Linked DNA regions of Mus musculus: region 1 is linked to region 2. Evidence: chromatin contacts called from public HiChIP or PLAC-seq data. All regions are on one chromosome and are shown on one strand. Each heading gives the region's core, a stretch centred on a gene start, on an enhancer-like site or on the middle of the called end of the contact. The rest is flanking DNA. Distances are from core to core; before and after follow the strand shown.

What was found. HiChIP or PLAC-seq counts read pairs in DNA pulled down with a chosen protein or histone mark.
Region 1: a contact with region 2 is called in an H3K27ac HiChIP or PLAC-seq map of embryonic stem cells, with 5 times the contacts expected there. The contact joins the promoter of Mdfic here to the promoter of Foxp2 in region 2. A contact is called at or near these places in 3 of 39 promoter capture datasets (embryonic stem cells, frontonasal cranial neural crest and liver), 12 of 484 Hi-C or Micro-C datasets (the MNK3 cell line, cardiomyocytes, embryonic fibroblasts and 6 more), 13 of 115 datasets of contacts at active chromatin or transcription factors (astrocytes, cardiomyocytes, craniofacial prominence and 7 more) and 2 of 9 other capture datasets (embryonic stem cells and pancreatic islet).

Annotation. Positions count from the first base shown.
Region 1 is chr6:15,719,066-15,724,252 of GRCm38.p6, reverse strand. Mdfic (MyoD family inhibitor domain containing) reads right to left here and starts at 3,592. Exons shown (of 5, transcript NM_175088.5): 1 at 3,290-3,592; 2 at 2,889-3,066. The coding sequence starts at 2,982.
Region 2 is chr6:14,899,878-14,904,652 of GRCm38.p6, reverse strand. It overlaps Foxp2 (forkhead box P2), which reads right to left and starts at 3,304. Exons shown (of 19, transcript NM_053242.4): 1 at 2,892-3,304.

The DNA.
Region 1 (5,187 bases), core at 2,343-4,842, 820 kb before region 2:
ATTTCTAAAGATTCCACTATATATAAATCACAAACTTCTGAACGTAGCTCTTAGAGAAAAGACTCTCGTTTACAGTACTGCATGACAGCAGAAAGAGCATCCAAATGCTTAATCCAAAAGGAAAGGAAAGGACAACGCAAGGAATCATATCTACAAACCCATTTTCTTATGAGAACAAGTGAGGCCCAAATGGCCTTTCACCTACCAAGGTATTTCTACAGGAATTTTGCATGAGAGCATAACTCAATATTTCAGATGTTGGTTATAAACAGGAAAATCATTTAAAACTCATTTACGTTCTGTTTGCAAAAGCAGAGACAACAAATCAGAAGCCCAGAGGTCAGATCCAACCTCCAGATGTGGTAGGTTCTTTGCCACAGGGGAAAATAAACAAACATACACATACACACACACACACACACACACACACACACACACACACACACACACAAACTGACTCAATTTGTTACTATAAAATGATGGAACAATACACATATGCATCTAGTATCCCTTAGGACATCAGAAGACATGAACCCACATGACAGTACTTAACTAGAACTAAGTCGTGTTATCGCCTGGCCCACTTCCTTTCCTGGACACTGAATCCCACAGATACCTTGCCTGTCACTTTCCTGGTCCCCATTTATTGCATGTAGCATGCAAGCACCTTACTCTGTAACAGCATTGTAGATATTAGTACTATAATATCTATGCTTTCAAAGCAACAGAAAAGTTCACAGAAGCACAGCGGAAAGGTCCGCGTCCAGGACTGTCCTTTCAGTAAAGAAAACCTTGCAAACTCAGTGTTGAAAATGCAGCAGGCTATCATGTTACGTTTCTCAACCCCACATTCCAGGTTCTAGAAAGGAGCCCAGAATCTGATTAGGAGGTTCAAACTAGATTTTAAAAATCCCTAAGATTACTTCCAATTTTTAAGAATTACACCTTGGGTTAACATAGTGAATAGTTCATCACAACATACTAAATGTGCTTTTACATATATTAGGTGCACATATAATAAGTGTGTTTAACACGGCAGAAGACATATCTCACATTCCTTTTTTTTCTTTTGCAAATATCTTCTGTAAATGTCCCTTAAATGTTATATTTTCCTTACTTAATTTAGTGTGTAGAATTTTAAAACTAAACTTTGATTAACTGAACACTAGTGTCCTACTATGCTCAGACACTATGTTTTGTTTCCCAGCGATAGGGTGAGCAGGTGGGACTATTGGAGGAAGGCAATGTTCAATTGCAAGAGGACATTGGTTTTCCATAGAGAGATATACACGTTGTATGCAGCTAGCGTTAACCTCAGGCCCTTTGAGATGTCTTCCTCCTTGTGCGCAGATCACCTGACACCAAGCAGCTTTGTACACAGGAGGTACCATGACAAGTTCTTCCAGGAGATTTTAACCATCCCTAGCGTTAACACTAGATTTTGTGCGTATTGGCTATTTCCAAATCCAATTTTTTTTTTTTTGGTTTTTTTTTTTTTTTTTTTTTTTTTTTTTTTTGGTTTTTCGAGACAGGGTTTCTCTGTATAGCCCTGGCTGTCCTGGAACTCACTTTGTAGACCAGGCTGGCCTCGAACTCAGAAATCCGCCTGCCTCTGCCTCCCAAGTGCTGGGATTAAAGGCGTGCACAACCACACCCGGCCCAATAGTTTTACCTGGAGTGTTTGCAGTTGATTTTTGGCGTAAGCATTGTTTACCAGGAGTGATTAATGACTGAAGTGGGAGTATAAAGAGCCTATCGACGAGTGGCTATGACTGTGGAGGGTGGGCGGGCATGGCTAATGGCAGGGAGATGACAATGTTGACAATGCAGTGTGTGTAAGACGGGCTGCTTCTGAGAAAACGTGTTTATCAATCTGGTTCTTCTCTACAGCTAATCACTTGGATTCTCTCTGTTTAGGAAAAGAAATGAGTCACTCTTCTAAATCGAAATGATAAACATAACATTTCAATTTACGCTTGGATGTTTTCTGCTACTATCTACTCTGGTTAGAACAGCAACTCCTTTCCTCCCCCCCCTCCCCACCCCCCACCCCCCGAATTAAAAAGAGAAGAAAGAAACTTAAGGCAGTATATATTTGGGTACTGGGAGACAAGATTTTAGACATGCTTAAAATCAAGAGTTTTGGAGAGCTGGAAAGTTATCTGGTGTCTGCCAGTCAGAACTGTCCTCATTGGAATTGTCCTTACTGGAAAAGGGAAGAGAAATGGTGAGAGTCTGGTTCTGCCACCAAAGAGCACCTGAAGTCTATTACCTTCAAAGAATTTTAAAATGTGGTTATGGAAGCTTCCCAGAAGCAAACGATTTTGTTTTCCCTTTGGAAGAACTCAAAAGAGTTAATTCATTCTTGGAACGTGTTTATTCCAAAACAAACGTTATTGAAAACATATGCACGAGCCATTCCAAAAGAAACTGGTCTCAGAAACCTGGATGCTTAACCTGGGGGTCAGAGTACCCCACAAGAACCAGAAAGATGAGGAGAGCCCACGCTAGCTCAGAGAGCAGAGACTGCCCTGCATGAGAAAAGAACATAAGAACTTAAGAGTACTAGACAAGGGTTGGAGACTTCACACCCCTCCTGAGTCCCAGGCCAAGAAGTGCTTAGGCAGAAGGTAGAAGCCATCTAGTCAACCAGTTTCTAGCAAGAAAAGGGAATAGAGGGGCCAGGGATCCCGCCCTCCTATCCGGTTGTTGATCTGGGGCAGTGATCCTCTGGCAGACTTGTTTAAGTAACATAAGTGTGCAAAAGTTCACAATTCCGAAGTTGAAGCCCATCCTCGCAGTTCCCCACTCCCACCACCACCACCACCCATCCCTAAGTGTGCAAGCACGTCCCAGAAACTCGCAACTCGCAAGTACTTGTTACTCACCGTGGGCCGGGGAGCCCAGCCGGCCGCCGCCCGCCTCGACCGGGCACTGCTGCTCCGCGGGCCCGGGAGCGAGGGCTTCACCCGCGCAGGACATGGGCCACGCTCCGAGCCAGAGCCGTCCCCGCGGGGTGCACGGACCCCAGCTGCTTAGGTGCTGGGTGCAGGAAACGGCCTGCCTCTGGCGGGAAAAGCAAAAGGGACAGCAGGATCAACTGTTTTTAGAGCACAGCACGCCGCAATGCCTGGGCCATTCCCTCCCCCTCCGCGTCCCTCCTCCAACTCCACCCCAGGGAAGTTAGGATTTGAAAGCAGCCTGGGGGGACGCTGCGAACGGGACGCGCGCGCTGGGAGGGGACGCGCGGGGACTCGGCGGCAGAGCGACCTAAGGGACCTCCACCTACCTTGGCATCCCCCCCGTGGGCTGTTCCGGGTCCCTTCCTCCCGCCACCGGTAGTCAGCGAGGCTCTGGCCGCGGCCCCATCACGCCCTGGCAGCCTGACCACGTCCCTCCGGCCCCGGGAGTGGCAGCGACAGTGGCAGCCGCCCGCGCTGACTCCGCGCACTCCGTCCCTTCCCTCCGGGCAGCCCCTCTCCTCCGGGAAGGACTTTAGGATCCACTTGTGCGTCTCTTTCACCCTCGCGCTGCCACTCCTACACTCTTCAAACACTTCTCTCTCTGTGGCTCCCTTTCATCATATCCGGATTGGGGTGGCCTCGAACTCTTGGCAGACAGCCCCGAGGTTGGGGGCGGCGCGACCTAGGTTTGGCCCTGAGCTCCCTTGCGAGGGAGCTGTCTGGGTCAGGAGGCCAGAGCTGGACAGGCCAGATGCAGGCTCCCTAGCCCAGGCCCACCAAGGTTAGGGAAAACAGGGAGGGAGCTAACCTTGGCAGCTCAAACATCTTCAACCTTTCTGGGAAAGTCCCCCTCAAACCACTTTCAATCCTGCCCTTCGATAGACTATTAAATAATCTTGAGGAATGCCCCAGGGAAGCGACCTTTGAAAACAGGGAAGGGTGTGTGTGTGTGTGTGTGTGTGTGTGTGTGTGTGTGTGTGTGTGTGTGATGAATGTACATGTGTGTTCAAACACACACACTGACTTTCCTGGTACTATGAAGACATAAATGTGTATTTAAAACCTTGTTCACAGGTCCCAAGTACTTGTCTAATCTCTTCATCTTTTTCTTTTTTATTACTTTACTTCTGTCAGACAGGATTCCTGATCTGGTTAAACCAGTTGCACAGAGCCACCCAGGAGTGCAAGGTGAACATTCTTGAGCACATCTGTCCTACCCCAGGCTGAGTGCCTCTCTGACCGTGTGACGTCTGCGGGAAGCTAAACTGTGCTCAGACGTAAAAGGTTCATTGTCGGTGGCTTTTTAAATGAAATGTTCTGACTGTGGCAGACTCTAAAGGGCCAAGAGCAAGTGTAACGGGCTGTTAAGAACTTTTATACATCTGGTTAATTTTTGTTCTTTGTTTGAGTGAAATGCAGAGTTCAGTGGAGGTGCATATCAAAACTGAAGAAACTTAATGGTTTCTCCTTCTCACTCACCCCCATCATTACTAATAATACATCAGGAATGTTTATCTTCAAAAAGTGACCATTCAAGTTCTTTTCAACTGACGGAAAAGGTCTATTTCTTACCTCTAAAGAAACAAGAACTTGATTTCAACTACTCCGAGAAATCAATCTTCAAAGGTTCTGAAGGCAGGTATTTGGATTCCATAGAAAATGGCATTTTTCTCGGTGACCTATAGCTAATAGATATGGCCCCGTTTTTAAATAAAATTTGTAGATTCATAGATGACATTGTAAAAAGTGCCTTAAGTCTCTTAAGAACGTGTCAAGAGTCTGGACTACATAGAACCTACTGTTGTGATCATAAAAAGAGAAAGAGCTATAAAGATATGTTCTAGCTGGTGGGGTGTGGGGAAGGGGGTGTCTTGGTGGGGCCCATGTCAAGCCATCCCTTCTTCCTGAGGGACCAGTCACAGGACTGTATAGTATAGAATAGAGTTTATTCAGGGCAGGGGGAGGGGAGTTAAGAGAATAGTAGAGGCAGAGAAAGGCAGAGAGAAGGAGAGAGTAGAGAAGTAGAGACCACATGGAGAGAGAGGGGAAAGGAATGGGGGTGGGGGAGCAAGGGAGCAATGAGCAAGAGAGGCAAGAGCACAAGAGAGGGAGGAGGAGACAATCAGCCCCTTTTATAGTGGGTCAGGCCTACCTGGCTAATGCCAGGTAACTGTGGGGGTGGAGTCCAGACAGAATACCAACACCTACCTCTTGGGACCAGGTC
Region 2 (4,775 bases), core at 2,055-4,554:
AGACTGATAAACTGTATATAGTTATTATATCCTTGCACAATTTCCTTTTAATTACTTGATTTGTTGCAATAGACAAAGGCTACATTTTAACCATCTATGTATAAAATGAATTTGTTGTATTCATATTTAAACTGAATGTCAAAAATCATTCTGTAATACATTCTACTTTTGGATATCTGAAAATGAACTTCAGGTCTATCTATCCTTTTCGACTGTGTGTCTTCAGCCACTAACCCAGACAGAGCTACCTTCAGGCTTCTCTTCTCCTTAAAAGCCAGCAACTTGATTACAGTTAAGAATTCTTTCACTTAATTTTGGGTAACAATTATGCCCAGGACTGTTTTAAGGAAGTGTTGAGCTGAACAAACTTCTGAACCTGATTAACTGAAGGAATAGAGGGATGGAATGAGGGATGCAAGAAAGAAAGGAAGGAGGAAAAAGAAGTAAAACTCTAATGCAGACATAAAATATTATGGCCCCAACGATCCCAGTGCCTATAACTATATTCACTCTATTAATGGAGATACAAATAAATCAAAACTGTAAATTGTGTTTAACAGCATTAAACAAACACTACATTTAAAAATTCCAGCACACTGAGAATATCCTTAGTCATAATTCATAGTGACAGAAAAGATAAACAGGGCTCTTCACAGCATTAAACATTGCCCGAGGTATGTCACACTGCGACTTTGGGATGCAGCTATCTGAAAGCCCATCTCCCCTTCAGTTTCTACCTCAAATGCAGGCACTGGTTTCTCAGTCTTCTCTCCACTGCTGCCTAAGCCAAACTCTTGGGAGCTAGGACACCATGCAAAGATGTGCCTTCCAGTCAAACTTGTTTTCCAAAGTAAATCTCTGCAAATACTTCCAGTTGGAAAATGTCCAGTTCTGCTACTTGACACCAGGGAATCACCTCCTCCCTTGGGGCTTACCTGCAACTAAGTAAGTCTACTTCCATGTTCCTCGTGGGTATGTTGGGAGTATTTTAAGGGCTTCTTGAATCTGTGACTGCAAAGATGCATACCTCATACAGTACCGGGAGTCTTTCACACACTTAATTCCTCCCCTAAGCCCCTGAGTAGAACTCACCCAGGCTACTTCATGCACCTCACATCCCAAGACCTGTCCACCTGGAAGCAAGGAGCAGTCTAGGAATGAGCCCAGAGATCAAGGAGCTGAGTGGATTTCAACATGTGGTGAGAAGAAAGGTGGGGGAGGGATTCAAATCTTGCAGCTAGCAGCTGTCCACTTAGTGGTTTAAATCTGTTGGTTAAAGAGCTGAATAAACAAATACACAGATGGGTCTAGTTCCCTTGGGGGGAATCCCGATTGTGAGGACCGCCCCCCCCCCCCAAGTCCTGGACAGTTTGGCCTCTGGACTCTACCCTGCGCAAAATGCAAATGCAAAATGATTTCACTTTCAAAGGACCGAAAGCCTTCACACATCTGTGTCTTGAATGTTTTTTCTAATAATAAAAGCATGGCCCTTTGCTTTCCAGGTCCCGGGACACTTACCTATGAGTTTTTAGGGACTAAAGTTAGGAAGGCAACTTTTTTTCCTGTCCAAGCACTAGTTGGGTGCGGGCCCTCGTTAAGATGGAGATTCAGGGCACTTCTGGCCTGAGGGTAGGGAGAGGTGCACCTACAGTGCCTGTGATCACCTGGAGAGTCTAGCCAGCACCTACAGTCACAAATGCCTCTCCAAGAGCATGTAGTGGAGGCTGGAGTTGATCTTCCCTCACTCGCAGCACTGATCCCAGCCACTTAAGACTCATGGGTTTGAAAGAAAGAAAGAAAGAAAGAAAGAAAGAAAGAAAGAAAGAAAGAAAGAAAGAGAGAGAGAGATAAGAAAAAAGGAAGGAAGAGAGGAAGGAAGGAAGGAAGAAAGGAGAGAAGGAAGGAAGAAAAAAGGAAGGAAGGAAGGAAGGAAGGAAGGAAGGAAGGAGAGAAGGAAGGAAGGAGAAAGAAAAAAAAAGGCTAGGGAGAAACCCTTTCTCACCAAGGTGTCTGTGCCCCTCCCACATGCCCTCTCCCAGGGGCTGCAAGCTGTGACACCCACACACAGAACAAGGAGCACTTCCCAAAGTGGAAGGAAAGTAAAACCAGGACGGATCCATTGGGAAGCCGCAGGCCTTGCTGGCTAGCAGACAAGTGGAAGAGAGTGATCAGGAGTGGCCCGAGAAATGCATGGTTATCTCAGGAGTCACTAGGGGCCAGGAGTTTCTTAACTAGAGAGAAAAGAAGTGTCCCCTTGATGCCTCTCTGGTTCCTGGATAAGTACTTCTGAGATGAAAGCAGAAGTGCTGAAGACCCAAGAAACGCGCACTTGCCCGCTTTAGTAAATAAAGGTCAGCAGTCTCATCAATAAAGTGTGCGCTTCTAACCACCACATGTTTCTACTGCTGTCTCTCTTCCCTAGAGGGAGTGGGAGGGAAGAGGGAAAGACAACAAACATTTTTTTATAAGAGTAAACAAACGCATCTGGTGTTTCGACACATTTCTTCCTCCAGCATCTCTGGACGATACAACAATCTGCATATTCAAAACGAAAATAAATAAATAAATGAATAAATAAATAAATAATTCATCCCGGAGCCCACAGAGAAATCTCATTTTCCTGCACACCCCTTTCCCCATCACACAGCAAAATGCAAAGAAACAACAAGTGGCGATGTTGGGTCTCGACGCAAATGCGACCCCTGCCCTATGTGGAAATCTGACACATGTCACCCTGGCCCCGCAGCGCGGAGCAGCAGGCTCTGGGGCGAAACTTTGCTGCGCGACCGGATCAGCGTGGAGCAAAGTCGCAGTCTGGCCGCGCGTGGCTGTGCTTGGGACAGGGTGGGGTGCGGAGTGCAGAGCGTCTGAGTGAGGGCGAAGAAACTTACCGCGATCGGGGACCCCGAGGGCAGCGTCCCAGGAGGTGGCACCCGCTGTGCACCCAGGCAGAAGCCCCGGAACAACACACCCACGCTCGAGTCCCGGCAGCCGCGGCCGCGAGTTCGGGGACACCAGGGGAGGGGGGACCCGAGGAAGCTGCGGCGGGAAGTCGCGGCCGCGGCATAAATGCCCTGGGCGGGCACTGACGGATGAACTGCTGGTGGCGCCGGGCTCCGGCCGGGACGAAGCTGCGGCCGGGGAGCTGCACGCGCCGGCGTGTCTCGCGCTTTCTCGGAGGCTCGCGCTGTCTCGCGCTGGCAGCTCCCCCCACAACCCGGATCTCTGTATGTATGTGTGTGTTGGTGTGTGTGTGTGTCTGTGTGTATGTGTGTGCGCGCGCGCTTGTATGTGTGTGTGTGTGTGTGCGTATGTGAGTGTATGTGTGCGTGCACCGGCGGGCGCGCGCACCCGGGCGCGCGCGCGAGTTGTTGGCGATGCAAACTATGCACACACTGAGAGCAGAGCAGCTTCTCCTATGAGGGGCGGGCAGGGGGAAGGGACCTCCTAGAACACTCTTAAGTACTGTTGGGGCACTTGTTTTGTCTTACTTTGCTAAGTTGGGGTTGTTGTTGTTGTTGATGATGATTATGATGATGATTTTTTTAAAGTGGTTTGAACTCCATCAATCTCTTCATGCCCCCCCCCCAACTTTTTCCAGAGATGGGAGAAATCGCGGGCCAGAATGTTGCTGGGCTTTGCGGTGGAGCCTCCTGGATGACGTCAGGTCCACCTGCTATGTAAACAACTTGCTAGAGAACTTGTTTGTTCTGCCCCGTTTCCCCCACCCCCACCCTTCTCCCCACCTCCAGCTCCGCCTCCTCCTGCCGCCCCAGACGGCGAGTCGGGGATGGGGGTGGGGAGGGAGGCGAGAACAAAACCGTATGCTGTATTGGCACAGCCGAGTTGTGTCTGCTGCTTCTTGGCAGTCCCCAAAGTACGTCCTCTCAGCAGACGGAGCTGCTGGCAAATGAAACAGGGGATTCCACGTGAAGTGCAGAAAACCTAGAAGGGATCCGAAGCCTTTGGTGGCAGGTAGTTAAAGCACAGAGTGTCACAGAGGGAGCCCGCGCCAACACAGCCACGCTGATTGGCCTTTCTCTCCTGTGTGTGCGCCTCTGCGGCCTGGATGGAGAGGCAGAACCTTTCTCACTCTTGGTTGTCGTGGCTCCTGTCTCACTTGGGGCCAGTACTGCTAGGGCTTCCATGTAGTCGCGCAGCCCAGGTCACCGAAGCGGGACTTGGAAAAAGAGATGGCACCACCAAGGTGTAATTTTGTTTTTAAAGTATGAGGCTTTGGGGACTGACTGGATCAATGACTAGGGAGAAAAAAATAACAGGAATGAAAGAAAAGTAGAAATTGCCAGAACCCGCTCGCAGTGCACTTCAAAGCTGTGTCCCCGGTGTTGGGGGATGCTCCGGCTCGGTTTCTGCCACCAGGTCCCTCCTCCACTGTGCGTGGTGCGACCTAGCTGGCTGGTCTGAGCAGGACCAAGAAAGAGATGACAGAGAAAGGGCCGGAGGAGATCAAGGCGGGCCCTGAAGGGTCTTGTGACTTGAATCTGGGAGGGTGTTTCTAAGATGCCCCTCTCCACCCTAGCTTGGGAAGGAAGTTCCTTCCTGCGGTTCTCCCGCCAGCCCCTCCCGGGCCACTGGCCCCCTAACCCTTAGCCGTCGGCGTTCAATACGCGCCGCCGCGGGAGCTTGCAGCCTAGCTGCTGAATCTGTCACGCAGCGATTCCACCGGCGCAGAAACTTTCCACTAAATAGCTATAGCCAAGAAGCCGGGGATGGGGGTTGGGGGGGACACGGAGTTGGGCTAGGCTGCCTTCTAG